Regions from separate parts of the Mus musculus genome. Here all the other regions are linked to region 4. The links are chromatin contacts, called in public Hi-C and HiChIP or PLAC-seq maps. All regions are on one chromosome and are shown on one strand. Each heading gives the region's core, a stretch centred on a gene start, on an enhancer-like site or on the middle of the called end of the contact. The rest is flanking DNA. Distances are from core to core; before and after follow the strand shown. Region 1 overlaps Akap7 (A kinase (PRKA) anchor protein 7). Region 2 holds the start of Epb41l2 (erythrocyte membrane protein band 4.1 like 2). Region 3 overlaps Epb41l2 (erythrocyte membrane protein band 4.1 like 2). Region 4 holds the start of Tmem200a (transmembrane protein 200A). Region 5 holds the start of Akap7 (A kinase (PRKA) anchor protein 7).

Evidence for each region. Hi-C and Micro-C count contacts between places; a contact is called where the count stands out from the background. HiChIP or PLAC-seq counts read pairs in DNA pulled down with a chosen protein or histone mark.
Region 1: a Hi-C map of myocytes shows a contact between it and region 4, with 4 times the contacts expected there. The contact joins the enhancer-like site here to the promoter of Tmem200a in region 4. A contact is called at or near these places in 17 of 39 promoter capture datasets (the 3T3-L1 cell line, cranial neural crest, embryonic stem cells and 9 more), 28 of 484 Hi-C or Micro-C datasets (the C2C12 cell line, cardiomyocytes, cerebellum and 14 more), 14 of 115 datasets of contacts at active chromatin or transcription factors (the NIH/3T3 cell line, VIP interneurons, astrocytes and 9 more) and 1 of 9 other capture datasets (embryonic stem cells).
Region 2: a contact with region 4 is called in an H3K4me3 HiChIP or PLAC-seq map of embryonic forebrain, with 2.3 times the contacts expected there. The contact joins the promoter of Epb41l2 here to the promoter of Tmem200a in region 4. A contact is called at or near these places in 4 of 39 promoter capture datasets (cranial neural crest, frontonasal cranial neural crest, hippocampal neurons and 1 more) and 2 of 115 datasets of contacts at active chromatin or transcription factors (embryonic forebrain and embryonic hindbrain).
Region 3: a contact with region 4 is called in a FOXA1 HiChIP or PLAC-seq map of pancreatic cancer cells. The contact joins the enhancer-like site here to the promoter of Tmem200a in region 4. A contact is called at or near these places in 3 of 39 promoter capture datasets (embryonic stem cells, hippocampal neurons and liver), 1 of 484 Hi-C or Micro-C datasets (liver) and 2 of 115 datasets of contacts at active chromatin or transcription factors (neural tube and pancreatic cancer cells).
Region 5: a contact with region 4 is called in an H3K4me3 HiChIP or PLAC-seq map of embryonic forebrain, with 8 times the contacts expected there. The contact joins the promoter of Akap7 here to the promoter of Tmem200a in region 4. A contact is called at or near these places in 5 of 39 promoter capture datasets (cranial neural crest, embryonic stem cells, hippocampal neurons and 1 more), 1 of 484 Hi-C or Micro-C datasets (uterus) and 9 of 115 datasets of contacts at active chromatin or transcription factors (differentiating embryonic stem cells, embryonic forebrain, embryonic hindbrain and 6 more).

Annotation. Positions count from the first base shown.
Region 1 is chr10:25,260,113-25,262,812 of GRCm38.p6, reverse strand. All of the region lies in intron 5 of Akap7 (A kinase (PRKA) anchor protein 7), which reads left to right. Among named protein-coding and RNA genes, the nearest start is that of Gm25016, 4.7 kb to the left of the region's middle. Within about 2 kb of position 1,407, at least 21 of the 459 cell types and tissues checked have an H3K27ac peak or open chromatin away from gene starts, as enhancers often do. A contact at or near this core is called in myocytes and neural stem cells, where this site is marked.
Region 2 is chr10:25,358,457-25,361,156 of GRCm38.p6, reverse strand. Epb41l2 (erythrocyte membrane protein band 4.1 like 2) reads right to left here and starts at 1,359. Exons shown (of 20, transcript NM_001199265.1): 1 at 1,176-1,359.
Region 3 is chr10:25,424,829-25,427,528 of GRCm38.p6, reverse strand. All of the region lies in intron 1 of Epb41l2 (erythrocyte membrane protein band 4.1 like 2), which reads right to left. Among named protein-coding and RNA genes, the nearest start is that of Epb41l2, 66 kb to the right of the region's middle. Within about 2 kb of position 1,283, at least 128 of the 459 cell types and tissues checked have an H3K27ac peak or open chromatin away from gene starts, as enhancers often do. A contact at or near this core is called in embryonic stem cells, liver and pancreatic cancer cells, where this site is marked.
Region 4 is chr10:26,077,695-26,080,394 of GRCm38.p6, reverse strand. It overlaps Tmem200a (transmembrane protein 200A), which reads left to right and starts at 1,432. Exons shown (of 3, transcript NM_001358814.1): 1 at 1,432-1,559; 2 at 2,076-2,257. Gm9767 (predicted gene 9767) reads right to left here and starts at 2,140. Exons shown (of 1, transcript NR_028030.2): 1 at 948-2,140.
Region 5 is chr10:25,295,773-25,298,472 of GRCm38.p6, reverse strand. Akap7 (A kinase (PRKA) anchor protein 7) reads left to right here and starts at 1,394. Exons shown (of 8, transcript NM_001379238.1): 1 at 1,394-1,545.

The DNA of each region.
Region 1 (2,700 bases), core at 158-2,657, 820 kb after region 4:
AGAGTTCAGTAAGGTTGTTAGAGAAAGTATCAGAATAAACATATGGTAGATAATGGAGGCCCGTGAGGTGGTCTTGTGGGTACAGGCGCTTGCCACAAGCCCCGTGATCTGAGTGGGTTCTCTTGGCTCACATGTTAGAGGGAGAGGAACCAGTTCCTGCAGGTTGTCCTCTGACTGCCCTACAGTCGTTGTGACATTTGATCATGTATGTGCACGCACATGCACAAATGTAAATAAATGTAAAAAATAAAAGTAGATAAGTTTGAAGTACCCAGGTTCCTAATGGAGCATCATTTATAACGGTAACACAATGGGAAGAACGTGAAACAGCGTACGTACTGCTGAAGGACAGGCTAGAGAGAAGATTCTAACAGTGCCTTTGCTAGGTGCATTCATCAATGTTTTCTTCAGTTTTCCTTTTCTTCGACTAGCTCAGACCATCAGAAAATTGAAAACTTACTTAAATAAAACCATGTCTCTATAGACGTGATATGGCAAAGTTGCTTTCAAAATCTTTCACTTTCACGGCTTAGAGAAATGTTATCTATGTATTTAAAAGTAAATGTTGCTAATTAGGTTTTAATATGCTAAGTAACCAAAAAAAAAAGCTGATTGGAATTTTCTCGTTCTGTTTTGTTTTTAATCTTGTTTTGGGACAAAGTCTCATGTAGCCCAGGCTGGCCTCCCACTCACTGTGGAGTTGAGGATGGTCTTGACCTTCCACATATACCACCATGTCAGGACAGACCCAGGGCTTTGCGTGTGCTAGACAATACTCTACTGAGCTATATTCCCACCCCGTGCCCAACTTATTTTTTAATCTCAGTATCAGAATATTTTCTTAAGCAAAATACTTTTTACTTGTTGAATATTGGATGTTTAACTTGCGTCTTCTGAGGCAGACTTGCTTGTGAGAGAACTTAGATTTTAGTTTATTTGATTTAGACTGTAGGACACTTCAGCCATCTTCCTTTCTCTCGTTTTCTTTAGTTTATAATCATCTTAAGTCCTGTTTTGGGGTAGGGTCGGACAAAGTGTGAACAAGCAGCCATCTGAGCAATAGTATTTAGAAGGCAAATAGGATGTAAGCACATTAGCTGGTGGACGGGAAGGCAGCTCACAGAGCTGTGAGGGCAGATCATTCCAGAATCGATGCCCACAGGCAACACTGTATTTTCTCTCTGACTCGAGAGAAAATGCTAGACCCAAGTCTTTTCCTTTGTAATATAACTATCACCAGAACGTTTCTAATTAGTCAATCAGTCATTGTCCTTTTAAATAATTCAATGGGGGCTTGCAACAAGAATTCCATCCATTTGCTGCAAATATTCCCACAAAAATACTTTCCAGTATCCATGAAAGCTACATTGTGTGCCGAGGAATGTGAGCTCTCACCAGCTGTCATGGGAGCAAGAGCCCTGCGCATGCTCATTCGTCATTTTAGCACAGGCCACTGCCCCTGCAAGAGCCTGCACATGCTCATTCGTCATTTTAGCACAGGCCACTGCCCCTGTAATTCCTTTTCTTATTCCAGTTGTACTAGGAGTATTTATATTCTGAAAATTTCATTAAAACAATACAAAAAATAGAAATCGGAGGGAAAATATCACCAGCTGTTAAGCTTACTTTCCACCTGTCATGTATTATACTGTTGCTTTTCTTTGTATTTTTCCAGTGTGCTCACAAGAAATCCAGACATACTAATAGTCATGGGAGATTTTCATTTATTTACGCATTGAAGCAGAAGATTTTATTTATTTATTTATGTTGTTGTTTTGAGAAAAGGTTTTGTTCTGTAGCCCTGCCTGGTACTGTGTAGCCCGGGCTGGCCGTGAGCTCGAAGTGGACCTCCTGTCTTAGCTTCCAACTGCTGACATTGTGTGCGTGCTACGATGTCAGCTGTTAGTGATCAGGCACTGCCCTGAGAACAACAGGCACTGGAGTCAAGTTGCTTCTGCCATCCATGGAGTATTCGCGTAGTCAGAATGTAGACAAGTTTTAGTATTTTATTTCTTTTGTTCACTGGATTACATTTTGGCGTCAGGGGTTGAACGCAGGGCCTTTGCCATTACAAGTATATTCCTGGCACTGAATTCCATCCACAGTCTCTAGATTTGGTTTTAAAGGAATTCTTCAGAATCAGGCGTCTGAAGACCAACAGCATCTTTATTGGGATCTCTCTGTCGCCTCCCCTAAGTCCCCTGACCCCTTTGAAAGAAGCCAAGGAAGACACACAGGGAGATATGGCTTGTTGCCGAGTAACGGGAAGCACTGTGGAGGTGAGAGTGGGCAGTGGCCAGAGCTGTGGCCGACCTCTCTACATGCAAGGCAGGTTTTCTAAGGTGTCTGCACCAGCCACCTTCCTGAGGGACATTTCCCTGCCTGGGTGATTGGCTCTGTTAGGTAGACTCAATGGCTGTTCATCAGATATTTTGCTAAACGGTGACCTTATAAGGTTTAGGACTCATAAAACCAGGTTTAGATAGTTATCCATGACCTTCAGGGAAATTGAGGATGTCATATCTCCTCCCAGGGCTAGACATTTGACTCAGGTCTCATTCCTCAAACAGTAATTAGAGTCATGGAGTTCTAGTCTTTGTTTATAAAGTGTCTACCCCCCCTAATATCCTCTAAGCCTGCACACATCTGACAAGTTACCTAATGGCATCAATACAATAAGTTAATATTTGTTTTTATATT
Region 2 (2,700 bases), core at 110-2,609, 720 kb after region 4:
TGATAAGGCAATGAAGAATACAGAGATAATGAACTCCCAGAAAGAAAGAAAGAAAGAAAGAAAGAAAGAAAGAAAGAAAGAAAGAAAGAAAGAAAGAAAGAGAGAGAGAGAGAGAGAGAGAGAGAGAAGAAAAGAAAAGAAAAGAAGAAAGACAGACAGGAAGGACTGAAGAAAAATGAGTGGAGAAAACTGAGACCGTTTTTGTTTTGTTTTGTAGCTAATCACAGAAACAAGAACATACTGCCCTGCACACCCCACATTTCACATGCAACAAAGTTCAAGAAACAGAGAGAATCTTGATTCCCAAAGGAGGAAATGTAAGTACAACTCCCCTAGATGCCACCGTGCCTACCACTCTCCCAGGAACCTTAAAAATCAGGGACAGCTGTTCAGGTGACAGATTTTCTGAAGGGCTTCCTCATTTTGTAAGGAAGCTCCACGGAGACCACTCCCCAAAATAAGACACCGGGGGAAGAGGGCGCTCTTCTAACTTCACCCCAAATAAATAAATAAAACTTGGCCCCGCCTGAGGCTGGCGTCTGGGGACATTTAATGACTAACGTCCACCGCAGACGTCTGGGGTTGAGGATGGGGGATCCCGAGATGCCAACCTCAACGCCACCGACTCGGTTATTTCCTCCTCGTAGCCCCTGACCTGCAGCTCACCTAAACTGCTCCCACCCCTCAGCTGCCAGCGCCGAGAAAAAGAAGCCATCGGGGGCGGATGGCCTGGTGTCCGAGCTGGAAGGCTCGCCGCAGAAAACGTGCGAGGGTGTCTGTCCTCAGCTCCAGACCGCACAGTGGGCGGCGGGGACAGAGGGTCGCCCGCGTTGGCCCGACCTGCGGCGCGCGTGGGGCTGGGTGGCTGGCGGGGCGCGCTCCCTCCCCGACTCCCGCAGAGCCCACGCGCGCCGCGGGCCCGCGTCTGGCGACCCTCGGGAGAGAGGGCGCGGCGAGCCCCCGGCACCCAGGATGGAGCCGCACGCCTCGGCAGGGCCGGGGCGCGAGAGCCCGGGGACGCCGCCGCGGTCCCCGCCCGGGAAGGAGAGAGACGGGCCCGCGGCCGCCCCCTCCCCCGCCCGGGATGGCCGTCCGGGCTTCCTGCCGGGGTCCGCTTCCCGCCTGCAGCGTGTCAGGACCCCGCCCGCCACTCCGCAGCCCGCTCGCCTCCTTACCCGGACACCGCCCCTCTCGAGCTTGCTCGCCCCGGGAACGCGTCCCGTTCCAGCCTCGGACGCCGCCGGCCCTCCGCACCCGCCGCCTCCACCCTCCTCTGGGTTTCAAATTGAAATTCCCTGACTGGGGCCGTCAGAGAACTCTCCGCGCAAGCCCCGCCCCCTCCTGGCGGAAGCCCCGCCCTCGTCCCCCGCCCGGCACGCCCCGGGCGCGGAAACCCCCGCGGGCAGGCCACGCCCCACGGCCAAAGCCACGCCCCCGGCGCCTGCTGGCGTGGGAGGGGGGCCTTCCCGAGGGGTTCGCGCGGCTCTCGGGCCCAGTGCCCCGCCGCAGGGGTGCGTTTCGCCCTCGGAGCGACCCTGGAGATAATGACAGCCAGTGCACGTGTGCGAGGCGTTCTTTCTGAGTATCTTGGCCTTAAATGCCCTCTCAACTTCGAAAAGTTCTTTCTTCGGAGTGCTTTCACTAACCAAACCTTCACTGGATGCCTTTTTCGTGGTAGACGGTAGAGCAGGTCCAGGAAACCGAATAAGGAAAGCCGGGTCCCCCCTCAGTCTGCAGTGAAAGAAGTGCTTTCACAGGATAGGCTTGAAAAGAATCCATTTATTCTTCCTGTGGGAGAGGCAGGAGAGATTGGGTAAACCCTGTGGAGGAGAGGCGCTTTGATGCTCAGCCTTACTAGTCAGGATATCTCCCGGCAGAGAATTGAGAACCTAGCTTGCAAAGTATAATGGGGATAAGGCAGTGACAAAAAATTAAAATAAAAAAATACACACACGTGATATGTATATATTATATATATGAATGATATAGATAGATAGATAGATAGTGGTAAGTTTTACACATTAGTACAATTAGACCTCAATCTCTTCTACTTATTTCATCTTTTCTGAGCATTGCATGTCAAGCTGTCAGAGTGGCAGCCCACTGCCTCCAGCATCTTCAACCCCACCCTGTGTTCTTCTAGTCATTTGCTTCCTCCCACCTCTAATAAAATCTTTAATGATTCACCTCTGCCAATTTCCTTCCTAAACATTGTAAAATTAGCAAGATCAAATTAACCATCAGTAGCAATGCCTTGCGTGTGGATACTTCCCAGGTAATGGCACACATGCAGGTGTTTTATCAGCTGGTTCCTCGCTATGAAAAGGGTACCTACATCAAAAAGAAAAGAGTTGGGGAAATAAATTACTTGCTAGAATCATCCTTGTAAATAATAAAATTATTGCTATAATAGCATTTGTTGTGTGTCAGGAACTTGAGTTGACTTAGTTGACTTCAGTCCCAGACGCTAAGAACACAAGGAGAGTTTGATAAGCTGTTTAATGAATACTGGAATCCTGATTACATACATTTCTAGCATAAAGAAGGCTTGGAATAATTGGTGTTGCTTTTCTGTTGCTATGAGGAAATGCCTGAAACAGATAACTTTGAAGAGATTTCCTCATGGCGCCATAGGCTTCTGTCCTTGGTCACCCAGTCCTTTACTTTGAATGGGTGGCAAGGTATCACGGCAGGGACCAC
Region 3 (2,700 bases), core at 34-2,533, 650 kb after region 4:
GATAACACGATTGCCCCAACGATTCCGGAGGATTCCTGATGGGGCAACTGAAGTACAAAGAGGTGGGGTGCGGAACTGTTTAGTGAGCAAACAGACATGACTGATAGGAAGCTAGGTGGTGGAGGAAAGGAGAACAGAATTCCTTAAAGTCAAAAGACAAAGAGGAATACAACTGGCCTAAAGAACCTTCCAAAGAGACCAGGAATAAGAACAAAGGAATCAAAGCTACTTGGATGGTACTTGACTGAGGTGTCTATACAACACTAGACTGAAGAATGAAAGGCTGGGTAGTGACAGAATGACAGAGGCTCGAACTGCTAGGTCAGGTAGTGTCAGAGGGGATAGAGCCCTGGGGCAAAGGGAGTAAGGAAGACATTCCCAATGAATTTTCAAGGAACTTCAAGAAACAGTGTGAGATGACAAGAAGGGAGCCAGCCGTTGAATGTGAATGCCGGGAGGCATCCAGACACACACAGGAAGGCAGCTGTAGGGACTCACAAAGATTAAGGGGTGCTAAGAGAGTGTGGTGCAGGAGGGAGAGGCAAGCAGGCCACAGAAGCTCTGCCTGGCTGGCACTGGGAAGGCAGGAAGCAGTAACTACCACACCTCACAGAGGGCAGGATGACACATGCTCCACGTATGTAACCTAAGGCACCAATATCTTAGAAGAGAGGGGAAATCGCTTCTAATGAGGGGCACCACACACACACACACACACACACACAATCCATGTAAACAAACAGGAAGCACACAAGAACCCTTGGGCTAAACAATTTCAAAGAGAAGCGATTGTTCCCTTCTGCTTTTTAACTTCTCGGTGTTTGGAATTTCCTGTATAATCTTTCATCTTCTGATATATAAACTTGATCTGTAAAGCAGAACTTAGTAAACTACCACGAGGAACACAACCCAATGAGTGTCAGTGTACCTATAGGATGTATGAAGGCAGAGAACTGAAAAACTCACCACTAAAGCGGAAGAGCTTAAGGAAGGGTGGTCAGTTCTCATCAGAGTGTTTACCAAGGGCCCAACTACATTTATTTTACAAGATAGAAAAACTACAACTGTGATTCCTACTCTGAAACTGTGAGGCCTGAGTCTAATAAAAGCTCAGTTCAGAGAATAACCAGTGAAGACCACCAGCACCAACAGGACCCCTAAGAGCATGTGAGGTTATGAGACAGTGCTCCTTTTATAGAGTTGAACCCTGTCCAGGGTGGGCTTTAAGATGTTCTGACGGTGCACACAAACACTATCTGGAGGGGAACCAAAACAGCACAGCTGCAAGCCATCTTCCCCTGCTGTTGGAAGCCACTTGATCACAGCCCCTCCCTTTCAGAGAGAGTCTATAAAAGCCAGAAGCAGGACTAGTTTCCCCTACAAACTGCTTAGTGGAACTGCACTCTCCTGATCCAAACTTTAAAACTAATATACATAATAGTTGCTTTAATTTAGAATGGAAAACATAAAAACTTGAGAAAAATCCCCATTTGAACCAAAACTTAAGTAGATAAACATACATCTGCAAGTTACAGCCTGCCACCATCATCTCAAACAGGAAATTTGGATCTACAGTGGCAGAAATTTCTTTTTCAAACTTCTGAGTAGTAGTAGTAGTAAAAAAAAAAAAAAAAAAAAAAATTAAATAATTTGTATTCATATTAAGAATATTTATTTGAACTTCATATTTATGGCATGTGGCTATTTCATGACAGCTAAAACTAAGAAAAAGCTATCTTAAAACCACTGAAGTAATACCAAGGCATACTCTGGCAGCTCAATGGGCACCTCCTGACACTGTCACTCCCAAGGCAACAACAGACTCTCCTATTCAAATACATCATCTGCAGACCAGAGAAAAATCAACACCTACTTCTCAACAACCAAAAAAAAATAAATAAAAATGAAAACACAAAGAAATAGGCCTCCCCAAATTTCACTACACAACTTTCTTTTTTTTTTTTTTTTTTTTTTACATTTATGTAATTCTTTTTTTTTTTTTTTATATTTATTTTTTATTCGATATTTTCTTTTTTTTTTCCATTTTTTATTAGGTATTTAGCTCATTTACATTTCCAATGCTATACCAAAAGTCCCCCTTACCCACCCACCCCCACTCCCCTACCCACCCACTCCCCCCCTTTGGCCCTGGCGTTCCCCTGTACCGGGGCACACAAAGTCTGCGTGTCCAATGGGCCTCTCTTTCCAGTGATGGCCGACTAGGCCATCTTTTGATACATATGCAGCTAGAGTCAAGAGCTCAGGGGTACTGGTTAGTTCATAATGTTGTTCCACCTATAGGGTTGAAGATCCCTTTAGCTCCTTGGGTACTTTCTCTAGCTCCTCCATTGGGAGCCCTGTGATCCATCCATTAGCTGACTGTGAGCATCCACTTCTGTGTTTGCTAGGCCCCGGCATAGTCTCACAAGAGACAGCTACATCTGGGTCCTTTCGATAAAATCTTGCTAGTATATGCAATGGTGTCAGCGTTTGGATGCTGATTATGGGGTGGATCCCTGGATATGGCAGTCTCTACATGGTCCATCCTTTCATCTCAGCTCCAAACTTTGTTTCTGTAACTCCTTCCATGGGTGTTTTGTTCCCACTTCTAAGGAGGGGCATAGTGTCCACACTTCAGTCTTCATTTTTCTTGAGTTTCATGTGTTTAGGAAATTGTATCTTATATCGTGGGTATCCTAG
Region 4 (2,700 bases), core at 183-2,682:
TTTACTACTGAATTTTTCTGACTAGTAGTAATTATTTTAAAAATAAAATATGTTGATGATGTTATCTAGTTCACCTTCTTCCTTCTTCTTTGACTGAATAACTGGAATATAAGTTCAGATTGGTAATTGTGATCAGTGGTGATAAGAATGAGTCTAGATCTTTTCCCGAAGTCTTTCCTCATCAGCCTCTCTTTGAAGACTGCCTGGACATGTGATGCCTGTGATGTCTGGATTGCCATTTTAAATGTTTCCCTGTACATTGTAGACACTGTGCTACATTAAAAGAGCAGGATGGGAGGAACCTATTACCCACCCCTTTACAAGTCAGGAAGGCTTGCTAGGAAGTGTGTTCTCTTGGGAGCTTTGAGGAGAAAGGAAGAGTCAGGGCATTCTTGTACAACGAGTAGAACCTTACTAGGCTCACACGATTAATAAGGTTCCTTGACAAATGTGCTAGAAAACCTCAGAGAACTGATCAAATGGCTTTGGGCCAAGAGAACTAGCCACATGAAGGTGGAAGGAAAAGAAAACCACAGATGGCTTACAAGGTGACTCATTTCTCCTACCCCATCCCATCTACTTTCTTTCTTTTTTTCTTTTTTTTTTTTTTTTAAGCATTTGGTCCTGAAATTTCAGAAAAAGTATTTAACCTCCATACTGAAGCAAGATTTTTTTTTTAAAACCACTATTGCCCGTTTTTACAGTCTTTCTCCATTGCCAGTGTCATCTTAATGACCTGTCTGGCCTCTACGGGTTGCCTTATTTTCTTGAGTCTAGATTTTTTCCCCACAGAATCCAGTAGCTGACACATTGAAATAGATACACACCAGAGCAGAATATTTGCCTCTTGCCTATGAGTTAAAAAAAAAATCCAAGAAACTCATGGATTTACAAAACCATAGCTCAGCTACGGTTGCTGTACACTGCACACTCCAACGCAGTAATTTGAATACGAAACTTTATTTACTGACTTGATCTTCAGCCAGAGTGGGCGCTTTGGTCCCTTGCAGAATTGCACGTGACTATTATTTCAATTATTTCATTCTATGGACAGGACATGTTTTTTTTTTTCTCACTGATAATTTTTGGTAACTTGAAGCCTTCATTGGATTTGATATCTGGAGCTTAGCCTCAGACTCATCATCTTAGGATACAATTAGCCCCTGCCCCTCACAACCCCATGCCCAGAACCCTTCCCAACCAGTCTGCTCTACTGGAACTAACTTCCCAGCAGCTTAAACCCTCTGAGGGCTAGGAGTGCAGTATCTCTTGGGGGTCCAGGTCTGACTTTGTTAGCACAGCACTCGTGCAGCCGCCAGGGGGACCCCGACCCTCCCAGGCTGCATCTGATAAGAAAGCATCCGAGGGGCGTGGAACCGAGGGGCCTATGGATCCTTCTTCCAGAAAATACAGAGTCCGCCGGGGATCCCCAGTTCTTATTGAGACAGGAGGGGCAGGTATCTCCCGTTCTGGAACTCGCGTCCGACGGTGATGAGAAGCGAGTGGGTGTGTCCGCTTCCGCCCGCTGGCCTTCAGATGAAGCAGATCGCCTGGAAGCGGTACTTTGTTCCCCAAATGGGTTTTGTATGGGCGCCATCCCGGCGCTAGAAGTACAACTTTGCAGCCAGGGCGCCGGGTAGCTGGGTTGGGGTCCGGGGGGAAGGGTGGGTCCTGCACGCAGCTCTTGCACAGCTTGGCGACTGGGCCGGCGGAGTTCCCACGGGTCGTGGGCGGCGGTGCGATTAGCACCGTCTGGGTCCCCGGCTGCTGGCGACGCTCCGGGAAGCCCGTCCCGCCCTCGCCCCCGATCCTCCTCTTGGCGGCTTCGGGGGCTAGAATTCATCAGGAACCAAGCCCAAAACTTTCCCTCGAGCCCCGCATTCCTTTTGTCTTTCTTGGCGGCGGCGGAGACGCCTTAGCTGCGATCTTTTGCCCTGGCCTCGGTCACCGGTACCCTAGAAGGATAGGGGCTGCGCTCGTCCGATGGCGGCGGCCGCGTCCCCCAGATGCGCGAGTCAGGGCGCCCGCACCCCGGCCTGACTCATCTTCCTTTGGTGACCGCACCGCGTCCTCAGCCGGAGCCCCACGGGGATGGGGAGTGAGACCGTGGCTGCCCGCAGCTGCCCAGATTCCTCCTGACGCCCCCGACCCCGCCGCCTCCCTCGCTGGTCCCCGGAGGCGCACGCTGTCGCGACAGCTGTGAGAGCGAAGAGCCCGGAGAGGCCACCGGAGCCCCGAGACCAGGCGCTCAGGACAGGTGAGTGGACCACCAGGGTGCTGCGGGGCGTGCAGAGGTGGGTGGGCGAGCCCTGCAGCTGTACCCCGGGTTTCTGAAACCCCTTCTCCTCCCCTCCGCTTTAGCCCGCAGAGTTAGGGGAAACAATGACTCCCAAAGTTTGGGGGAATGAACCAAGTCCTCCATCAGTTCCAGACTTCTTGGTCTCCAGAGTACAGGAGAGGTGGTGCGGGGCAGCCTGTGAGCAGCCGGCTTCTGAGAGCGCCTGGCTTCGCGTCTTGGAGCTACACCCTCCTTTGTCTAAGGTTCCAGAGTCAGCAATCTTTGTGAGGGTCTACGGCGTTAATTTATGGTAGACAAAAGTGTGAACAGGGTTCCCTAGATCAGTATTTCAGTGTGATCCTACCTGCATAAGCAAAACGAAGAGGGGTAATTGTCTATAGGCTTCAGCACGACTCTCCTCC
Region 5 (2,700 bases), core at 145-2,644, 780 kb after region 4:
GGGCTTCCTTTTGTGGCGTGAGCTTCAGACTAGAGCAGTCACTGGTTGGCCACTCTCCCAAGATCTTTGCCTCCTTTGCCCCAGCACATTATTTCAGACAGGGTAGATTGTAGGTGAAAGGTTTGGGGGCTGGGTTGGTGTTCTGGTTCCTCCACTGAAGTTATATCCCAAGGCTAAGGATTACACCACAGATGTGTGGTTAAAATAGAAACACAGCGCTTTGGTTTTGTTTTGTTTTTAAAAGGAGGGAAATCCAGGAGTGGGCTCTTGAGCTGAAGGAAGACACCTCGCCCCCAAGCATCAGACCACACATGAGGTGCAGAACCCACGTCTCCCAGGTCTGTAGCGTCCTTTGTGAAGCCCGAGGAGGGGGGAGTGGGGGTAGTGCTCTACTCTTTGCAAACTGGCTGTCAACCTTGCTGTGTCAGTGCACTGCTCCTACTCCCCAGTTACATAAATACACCTTTAAAACAGAGTGGGGAGTAATCCTTACAAAGAGAAATGTATAGTCTACTTCCAGCAGGAAAAGGGAGGGCAAAGAGTTGTTTCTCTGTCTACTGCGTAAAGTAATCCTTATGCTTAAACGTCTTATCTGTACCCTGTCCAGTCCAGCTAGCATCGGCTGGCCTTTGAGGATCCTCTTGCCGCAAGCTCCCTTACTTATTTTTCGTTCTTTCTCTGTGATTAGATAGCCTGCTCCTTTAAAAAGACCGTTTTCCGTGAAGATCCACAAAAAGGGGCTAAGCAGGGAATTCTTCAAAGTTCCCTACCAGCTTTAAGGGCTACAGCTGTGGAGAAGAGACACACCACCATATTTTCTTAAATTAAAATTACATTCCCCAACAAACCAGCAGTAATACCACCATTTGCCCCCAGCCCGGAAAAAAACAGTAGCATTCTTTTCTACAAGACATATTCATATTTTAACTATTAAAAAAAATAGTTTTCTCTTATTTTATTCAGATACTGAGGAGCCTTGCCTGCAAAAAATTTGTAGATGATTTCATTTAACAATTCCAACTTTTAGCTCTTAAACTGCTGTTGAAAATGCTACTTTTGGGGGGGGGGTAATGGCAAGTAAATAAAAGCATCTCATTATAGCGACGTTCAAGGTCTCGCTATTGTATTGTACATTTTGCTCAGCCCGCCTATTTTGCAATCAGATCTGTGTTTCCAAAGCTCCACGCTAAAGCAAACACACGGGTTCTCAAGGGACAGCGGGCCAAGGAATGCTCTCTGGATCCCTGGCTCGCCCCTCCGAGCGTGGGACGGGAAGGGCCGCGCCGCAGGAAATAACCGAGGGCGGCCAGAGGTCGGAGCCCGAGCCCAGCACGGCCCCGGGGACCGCCCCGATCCGGGTATCCACGCCTCGCCGGGCCGGCCCCTTCCGGCTCCTCCTGAAGCGGCGGGTGCCGGGGATGCTGCGACTCGCGGGGCGTTGCGCCTCCGCAGGCCTGGCCGCCGCGGCCCGCGCCCCCGCCGTCCCGCGCGCCCCGGGCCCGCGCCTCCGTCTCTGCGCCGCGACCATGGAGCGCCCCGCCGTGGGTGAGAGCGCTCCGCCCTGCGCGCCCCGGGGCGGCCTCTGCCGTGGGGCGTGCTCGCCCGCCCCGCTCCGCCTCCCAGGCCGCCCGCAGCCCCACGCCCCTCGCGATCGACCCTCCCCCTACACCCTGGGCATCCCGGTCCAGCCCGGTAGTCCGGGCAGTTTGGTTGCATCCGTGGGTCTCCGTGCACCACTCCACTCCTCGAACCGAAAGGGGTGTACACACAAGTTGTTGTTTCTCTTACCTCTTCCTATCTTGTGACCCATGACCCAGAGTTTTGCAGCACATCCTTTCCTACTGTGTTGGGGAGGTTAACAAAATCAAGGGGGGAAAAAAAAAACTCCGTTTTATTTACCTAATTATTTTTTAAAATGGCAAATAGAAGCCTCTGAACACTGTCTTGTCTCATTTAGGGTTTTACTCGAGGCTTGGCAAGGCACACTTTAAAACGGGCGCCAATCTGCTGGCGCCCAGGATGTACTTCAGCTTGGGTCAACTTTCGTTGTATGCTGAACCTGGGTAGGAATTAGAGGTTGGACTCGGAGGGAAAGGGACTGGGAAGTAAGGGGAAAAAGGTGTTCTACAAGAACACCTACATGTATACAAAGCGTAAGAATATTAAAATAGGCAGTCCAAGCATGCTATGTAAATACTTTATATGTATGTAAATATAAATCAGGTGAATAATGTACATGCGTTTATAAATTTCATGTGAATGCAATTACTCGTATCACGTGAGGAGATGCCCAGAGTGTCCCTGCTTGAGATGTTTTTATAAGGTTACAGGAGTGTGGGTAATAGGCAGAAGGGAATAGGGTAATAGTTGGAAAGAGAGGACTCTTCTCACCTTTTTACACCGTGTGGCTTTGCAGTTTGGGATGCTGTTAGCGCATCGTTTCCCTATAGTGACAAAGCTTATGGCACTTGTCCAGTTTACTGGGTCCTTCCATTCATGTAGTGTCGATTTGTCAATTTCTCCTTAATAATTTGGATTGCTCCCTCTTCATGAGGCGCAAATGGAAGCACACTGGGTAAGTGGCCTGGTTGGCATGAAGTTTAAACATTTCTGGAGACCTACTCTGCTGTTTTACGTAGCTAGTCGAAGTAGATAGACCGTAATGAATGACAGGCCCATTCCATAGCTGTTTACAGTGCT